Linked DNA regions of Rattus norvegicus: region 1 is linked to region 2. A link is a contact called in public Hi-C data. All regions are on one chromosome and are shown on one strand. The core of a region is the stretch at or near the end of the contact, and the rest is flanking DNA. Distances in the headings are between cores, read along the strand shown. Region 1 holds the start of Setbp1 (SET binding protein 1). Region 2 overlaps Setbp1 (SET binding protein 1).

The links. Hi-C and Micro-C count contacts between places; a contact is called where the count stands out from the background.
Region 1: a contact with region 2 is called in a Hi-C map of psoas muscle, with 2.1 times the contacts expected there. The contact joins the promoter of Setbp1 here to the enhancer-like site in region 2. A contact is called at or near these places in 2 of 12 Hi-C or Micro-C datasets (liver and psoas muscle).

What each region holds. Positions count from the first base shown.
Region 1 is chr18:74,825,738-74,829,868 of GRCr8, reverse strand. Setbp1 (SET binding protein 1) reads left to right here and starts at 2,414. Exons shown (of 6, transcript NM_001427626.1): 1 at 2,414-3,673. It overlaps LOC120098177 (serine/arginine repetitive matrix protein 5-like), which reads right to left. Exons shown (of 5, transcript XM_039097295.1): 5 at 3,361-4,104. The coding sequence ends at 3,361.
Region 2 is chr18:74,706,882-74,710,900 of GRCr8, reverse strand. The region is part of intron 2 of Setbp1 (SET binding protein 1); the gene reads left to right. Among named protein-coding and RNA genes, the nearest start is that of Setbp1, 120 kb to the left of the region's middle. Within about 2 kb of position 1,415, at least 8 of the 93 cell types and tissues checked have an H3K27ac peak or open chromatin away from gene starts, as enhancers often do.

The sequences.
Region 1 (4,131 bases), core at 1,165-3,664, 120 kb before region 2:
CATTCCCACATAGACTCTTGGGTAAGGGCTACCTCAGTGTGACTGTTTTCTAGGATGAGTACCCAGGTGCCCAGAGCATAAACAACAGCCCAGGTGACTACATGGTGGTGTCAGAGGGAGAGAGAGCCTCACTTACGTTTTCTAACAAGGTCCATGCAAGGTAAAACTCAGTCCTCATGAATTTTACATTTTGTTGAGAAGATACATGAGAGAGAGAGAGAAAGAGAGAGAGAGAGAGAGAGAGAGAGAGAGAGAGGTGTTCAACAGAAGAGAAGAAATATGTATGTTAAATGCACAAAAACAGTAAGTTTGCAGCAGTGTTAAAGAGACATGACCCCTGCTCGTCTCTTCTGCATCTGTGTACTGTACGCCCTGTAAGGATCTCATCTCTGGTCTGCCTGTACTGAGTTGTGCAGAGGAATTAATGAGCCAATGGTTCCCTCTCAGCTGTGCAGTCTATGAGAGGGTTGGTGCTGTGGCCCGCCTGCACCTCTAGCTGCATCCATGGTTTCAGCGCCTCCTCTACACTACACAGTAGCTTATTGACCACACGATGCTGAAAATTAAGATGTGTAAGTGTAAAAGGCACATGCCTTGTGCGTTCTCATCTGCTGCTCGATCACCCTCTCTCAATCCTGCACATCACTGTTTGCCCGTTGACTGCTCCGTCGGCCTGAGACTTGCTCCCCTAGGCTTTAGTGCGGAGGCCATCCAAAGGTGACCTATTACGGAAGTAGATGAGGGGAGGTGTCAGGACATTCAGCTAGTATTTGGGGAAAGTTCTATGAGAACAAGAGCTCGACAACCCAGGAAAGTGGTTCGGTTTCAATGACTCCTCCATTATTCCATTTGCATAGCATTATTTTCATAAGGTGATACACCAGCATAAATTAAAACGTGTGAAGAGACTGTGAAAGTTTCTCTACATAGATAAGACAAAGGAAGAATGTCCCTTCTTGCCTTCTTCCCTTCTTTCTCTTCTCATAACTAAAGACAGGCTTTTAAGAAACCCTCAGTGAGAAGACAAGGGACATAGGGTCCATTCGTGACTTTAATTCTACGGCTTGGGCTAGTCTACCGTTTCCTCAACATTGTGCTGACGGAAGTCCACTAGGTATTCTCCCAGGTGAACACCATCTCTGCACTCATTTATACTTAACGAGCTATTGTAGTGGATTTTGGAAGAAGGAACAGGTTTCTTCTATTTGCTTTCAAAGCGAGGAGTCACGGGATGGAAAAGAAGACCCTGTACACAAACCAGGAAGCGTGCTCCCCTCCCCCTTCTGATTATGACATCTGCCAGCCATATAGGGTGGGAAAGCCATTCCTATTTCTGAGTGGCCTTCTCCTTTGAGAAGGGACGGGAAACCTACTGGATGCTACTACTGACTTAGATTCTGTTCTGTTTAGGTCTAGGATTCAGAAGTCTGGGAGCACAAGCTCACGGCCATTTGATCCAAAGTACGTTTGGTTTTGACCTTGCTTCTGTGCCTTGGTTTCTGTCTCCTTTAGCAGTCTATCCACCCTACTCTTTTTTTTTTATAATTAAAGATTATAAAAAAATAATTAATAATAACGTCCCAATATGAACGAAGATAAAAGACCTGTTGAAATGCTACCCTGAAGTCTTTCAGTGACAGCTTTGGGAAAAGTTCGTGTCCAAACAGAGCCGTTCTCTGAGAAGTAGACCACGGTGAAACCAATTTGATTCACTTTGGAAACTCCAGGTAAAAGGGTAGCCTGAGCGTAGTTCTGTGGTAGCATTCATACTATCAACTAACGCAGGACCGTAGTAGCTGGTAGGCTTGGTGAAAGGAAGCCCTCTTGCTCACCTCTGGGTCATTCCATTCGTCAGTCCAAACGACCCCAAACTCTTAGAAAACATGAGATCCAGGAACCCTCTCAAAACTCCCATTTTACTGGAGGTTTAAAAGAGATCCATTGTAGGTGCCCCCCAAAACCATCACATTCACCTCATTTTGTCACAGGGCATCGATAGAAACCTGAGGGGTTTCATTGCTCAGTTGTCCTGGAAAGACCCTTGTAACCCAAATACAGATTCTCAGAGGGATTTGAAACAGCGCCGTATTTTATTTTATTTTATTTTATTTTGTCAGAAAGGAAGACGTTGCTCTCATGTTGTTCACTTCTGCCACCCTGTATGTCAATGTGCATTTGTCATCCCTGTCTGGTCCTTGCCTTCATCAAGGGTCCGGTTCTACTGAATAATGAGAGATGCTGGTGAACGTCTGAATGCAAACAAGTAGCTTAACAAAAAATATAAATCTCTGGAAGTGAAATGTAATTACCAGGTTTAAAAAAAAAAAAAAAAAGAGCACCCATTTAGGAGAGCCTATCACGTCTCGCGTCTCTTCACGCAGCTAGCTCCCCCCAACACTGCTCCTGTTGTGTCAGATAGTGGCAGTGTTGAGCCCGGGAACCGGCGCCCAGCCCGCGGCGGTCCCCGCGGCCGCACAGTCTCCGCGGCAGACTCCGACTCGCTGGAGCTACTGGGCCGCGAGGGCACTGGGGAGCGGGAGGGGCTCCGGAGCGGCGAGGGGTCCCCGATCCGCGTCCCCGAACTGTTTTCCTTTCCCCTCCGGCAAGAACCCAGATCCCTTCAATTGACCGAAATCTACCCAGGGGGGCGGTGGAGGGACAGAGAGGTCGTCGGCCGCTCACTGGCTGCGCCTCCTTGGGCTCCGGCTGGGGAGCGGCCCGGGCTCGCGGGGCGAGCAGTGTGGGCTCTCGCGCCCCCTCCGAGAGAGATCGCGGGGTGGCAGTCCCCGTCGGCTCCGCCGCGCGGCCGCTTCAATCCTCCCCCTCCCCCGCGCACGCCCTCCCCCTTCCTTTCAGTAGGACTCCGGGACTCCGGAGAGGGCGCGGGAGGCAGGCACACGGGCCCGACCCCACTCCAGCGCTCGCCGGGGACGCGGGCGGGCGGCGAGGGGACGCGGAGGGGGCGCGGGGCGGGCGCGGCCATAGAGCGGCGGCGGCGGCGGCGGCGGCGGCAGTAGCGACCGCGGGCGGACCAGCGGCGGCAGGGCCGGCGGGCGCCGGGAACCGAACTGCACAGCTCAGCAAAAGCGCCCCAGCCCTCGGCGCGCCGCCTCCTGCGAGCCCAGCCGGGCAACATTTTGTAACCCTCCAATCCATCCTTTGGAGAAAAGGGAAAAAATAGCATTGAACGGAGAGATGGGGAAATCTAAATAATATATATGTACATATGCATATTTATGTATATGTACATATATGTATATTATATTTGGTTCCTGCTAAAATTAGCCGGGCTCGCCGCGCGCCTGTGTGCGAGTGTGTGCGAGTGTGTGTGCGTGCGGGCGGGCGTGTGTGTGAATGTGATTACTCCAGGACTCCTCGGGCTCCGGAGACGCCATTTTCCCCCTTGATATCTCTCTCCGTAAATCGGTGGCGCGGCGGAGGCGGCCGCGGCAGGCGGGAAGCGCGGGGCTGGCCGGGGCGCTCGCCGCCGCCTGCGCGCCCGGGGGCCCCGGCGCCCCCCGAGCGAGGGCGGCCCGCCCCGCGCGTCGCCGTTTGACAGATGCTCGTCGCTATGGAGTTGCCGCAGCAGCACCTTTGGGGGCTCGGACGAGCGACCGGAGGCGGAATCTGAGCGAGCGCCCGGGCCAGCGGAGCCGGAGCCGCCGGGACATGGGTGAGCGAGCGCGGCGACCTTGGCGCGGGAGCTGGGGCGCCTAGCCTCCCGCCGCGCCGCGGGCCCAGCGCGCCCGGGGCCGGGGGCGGTGTGTGCCATGCATGCAAAAGTTCACGTCGCCTTGCCGGGGCTTTGACTTTGCACTGGGCTGGAGTAGGGGTGGGGGGGACCCGGCCAAGGGGGCGGGATGCAGGTCCCCGCGAAGCTGCGCGGGGATGGGCGCGATTCCGCCGGCTGGTGGGTCGCCAGTGGTGCTGACTTAACTGGAGTAGCCCGTTGGTGGCGGTGATGGTGGTAGCATGGGGCTTGGAGGGCTGGGAGCTTATTGAGTTTCGGCTAATCTGATCCCCTCCCCACCCCCTCCTTCTACACCCTCCCTTGGTCCTGCTGCCGGCTGCCTGGGCTGGCGGGTTTGGCTTTGGTGAAGTGGACTGGGGAAAGGGAGGGGGTAGGGAAAG
Region 2 (4,019 bases), core at 166-2,665:
AAAGGTAGAAGCAGGCAGGTCACAGAACTATTTGGAGCCTGCATCAAAGAACCACTTGCCATGTAGGTACATGGCTGTCTCAGAGACGTCTCCCCTCGAAGCAGTTGAAACCAGGGCCATCACCCCAAAGTTCTAGTCGGCCTTCACCTTCTTGATAGTGGGTAGTGCGTTTGCACCCATGCATTTTTTTTCTCACCATTGTGACCTTCCATGTGTAGAAGAAGCGGCCACACTTCCAGGACCCAGACACACTCCTTGCTACATTCTGCTCACTCTTCTCTGTGTGGAAGCAGGGCTCTATAGATAAGGAGGTTTCCTCTAGGAACATACTTCGCACAGATGATCTTTGTTTCAGGGACTACTTATGGGAAATCTGTCTGTGCCCAAGGCTCAGGGCTGGAAACTTCAATGTTGTTTAAATGTCTGGTGCCATGCAATGAAAAAAAAAAATGAGGCACATGCTGGCTTAGTTTCTCTTCTAACTCTTCTATTCCTTCTTCAGAAATGAGTCTCTCTGAAACATCGCTCCAAGTGTCTTAGATTCTGCTTCTTTCTCTCCAAACACTTCTTTCATCTCTCCTCATCCTACCTGAGGGAGCCTTGGCCAAGCCCTTGTCATAACGGAGTCTCCTTGAAGAAGGAAGGGTCTTTGTCCCAGAGTTTACCAAGACAGTGTATGGCAACAGGGAGTCACATTCACCTCAGGAATTTTTTAGTTCAAGTTCCACTTCTGAACCATTGTTCAACTTAGCCCTTTTCTTGGTGTTGAGAGCTGTGCATTTCTCGCCATGGGGTATAAGTAAGGCATTTGCCAGTCCTCCATTAAACAAGCCTCCCCTCTCCTCAACACCATGTACAGAGGGTGCCAACCTACTCCTCTGACATAACAAACAAAACAAAAAAACAGGAAATGTGTGGGTAGTTTCTAAGGGTCAGTTGAGCCTGAGAATACTGGAGTAGACACCAGAAAGTATTTTTTTTTTCGAGGCACAGGGTCCTTTGTGGACTTGAAGCGAAGACCAGAGAATCAGAAATGTTCTCAGGAGAGAACATACCATATAAGGGAAAGGCCAATATTTGCTTTCAGGGATTGGGGGATGGACATTGTTAGAGACCAAGAGTGATGACTTTGGTTTTCCGAAAAAAAACGGTCCTGTTAAACAGCAGAGCATTAAACTATGTTAACAGCCCGATCGGTTTTGTTCAAAACGCTGCCCTGTCGTATAGTTGTATATAAACACGGTGGAGCTCTGTAGTGCAGAGGTCCTGGCTCTGACCATGCTATTCCAGGGTAGGTAGTAAAACGTCTCTAGACCGCAGCAGCTGCCCCCATGAACACTCTTGACTTGAGTTACAGCAGTGGAACTAAATATAGCCAGTTCTCCCCTGTGCCCTGAGCTTCGTCACATCGCCAGGACAGAATGTGCTCGGGGGTGTGGACTTAGAAGGCATCGTATCAGTGGATGCTACTTGAGAGGTGTGCCCTTCCTCCACTACCTCCTCTCCTCCCTCTTTTCTCTTCCCCTCCCTTCCCCTCCTCCTGTCCTCTCCTTCCCACCCTTCCTCTCCTCCCTCCTGCTCCCTTCCCTCTCCCTTGCCTCCTTGCTTTCTTTCCTCCTCTCCCTTCTCCTCTTCCCTTCTTCTTTTCCCTCCCCCTGACTTTTTGATTATCTTCCTTTGTTCACTTCCATGTTTCCGCTTTGCCTCATTTCTCATTATCATTTTCCCCCGATTTTGGCATACCTCTTTTTTTCCCCTCTCCATAACTCCTCATCCCCCCTTCACCCCCCGTAATCATGAGTGGTTTCTTTGGAAGAAACCTCCTTGCGTCTATCTACAGTGTGACCCCATCTCCCAAGAGTGACATCTCATGGTTTGTTGGAAAATGATAGTGGCATTTGGGAACTAATGTCCTATTATTGGAATAATTGTTTTTCTCCCTTATCTGTGCATCCTTCCTTTGGTTACTAAGATTTCAAAGAAGTTCAGTCTGGGGTTAGTGGATTGTCTGCAGCCATTCATCTCCCCTAAACATGGCCGAGACATGTTCTGTTGTGATAACAGAAGCCTTGGGAGAGAACAAAACGGACCAGTTATTGGATTTAATGGATGCACGGTGTGAATATGCGTACATAAGTCTACGAGCCATTGTCCATTTTATTGCCATGCAAGCTATGGGTGTGATAGGAAGGCTAAGACAGTTGGCTTGGGTCACAGAACACGGGTTGCCATGCTACACATTCCTCTTCATGGTGTTTCATATTCAGCTTCACGTTAGGTATGCATCATGTTAAAAACACGCACACTTTCCTCAAGGTATATAGAATTAGTGGTTGCTTATTGAACCCTAGGTGTTGTAGAAAACCTGAAAAAGAATATCCTGGAAGAAAATTTTATCTAAAACAAGGCAGGAGAGCTGTTTCAAGGCAACTCTGTGTCTTCCTCACTTGGTGATAACCTGCTTTTGTATCCTAATGTTTCTTCTTGCTTTTAATGGGTACACTAAAATCTCATGCTTTTATTAAAGGATCCCTGTGGATTTTGTAAAGTCCTGGTGTAGAGGAGAGTTTGTGTGTGTGTGTGTGTGTGTGTGTGTGTGTTTACCAGAAGCCCCAGAATATAATTTAGCTTGCTGCAAACACATAAGCACATAGAGCACTAGAAGAAACCTTAGGAGGTTTGACACAGTCCTTGCTTTATAAGGGAAACCTTAAGACTGACCTGACAATATGCATCATGGCTTCTCTTTTCATTTATGCAACATGTCCTCTCTTCTCACGGTTTCTTGTGGACTATGTCGAGGCCTGAGCTTCTGTGTCCTGCTAACACTCTAGTCGTGACTTTTCTGAGAAGATGCAGTAGAACATGATTGATAATTAAAAGTCACTTGAACTCTGTTAATAGGCTGCTCCTGAGTCCTGGCCTCTTCTGTTAAAAACACCATGTGTACTTTCCCCTTCTGGGCTCCCTTCTCTCTTGGTTCAGCTGCTTGCCATAGTCACACTTCACCAGTAGGAGTGGGGATTGAGAAATGATGTTGGGAATCTCCTCTCGCCAGAGATTTTAATATAAAAAAGGCTTCAGGGATGGAAGACCTCGAGGTTTATTCAGTAGCAAAATCGTAGGAGTCCTTCAGTCACACACACCGTTGTCCAGCCACACAGCCAAAAGATAATTGCTCTGTGAGTTTCACAACTTCTGGGCCTCTAAGGGGATGGCTGAGAGTTCATGTATACATATATAGCCCATGCATGTGAGTGTGTATGTCTCCTCCTTCTTTACATGTTCATAAACTACACCTTCTCTAATTCCTTTCTCTGATCCCATCCCTTTCATTAAGTCATTTTTGATTCCTTGAAGGATGTTTCCACTCTCCTTTCTTTGACTTGAAGCATTCTCGAATCCTCTCCACCGAGCATGCATTTCCACGCAGTGCCGACCTAGCCGTACTTCTTCATCTCAGTAATTTACTCTCTCTTCTGAATTTGACTGAATATCCTGTTTTGCCAGGAGCTCTCAGATTCTGGATGCCTCTCTAGTCTATCTCTTGGAGATGGTTTGGATCAGCCCACTTTTGCCTTGTACACCTGAGAAGAGAGACGTGCAGAACCATCACTTTTACTAGCCAAACGAAATAGCCCTTCATTAGCTCCCACTCAAGCATATAGGCAGTGGTACTGTTGAAGGGAAAAATCATCTCATACAGCATCATTTAGGTCTAAGTGTTTGAGTTAGATGAGGGCTGACAATTATACACGGCCCTTGCTCGGGGACTATGGAGTGCTGAGAGTCCGGAAGTCCTTCCTCAGGTGCACCATTCATTCCTCTTTCTTCCTCCTGCATAGACTTCTTCCCGCTTCCATTATTCTAAAGGGTCATGTATATGTGCATACACATTATGTGAAAGGAGGGAAATACCACAGTAGGGAACTAAGGAAGGAAAATTGATCTATCTGTGAGAAAGGCAAGAGAACCTGGTTTATTTTTAAAGTTGATTTTCATATAGATAACCTGCAAGC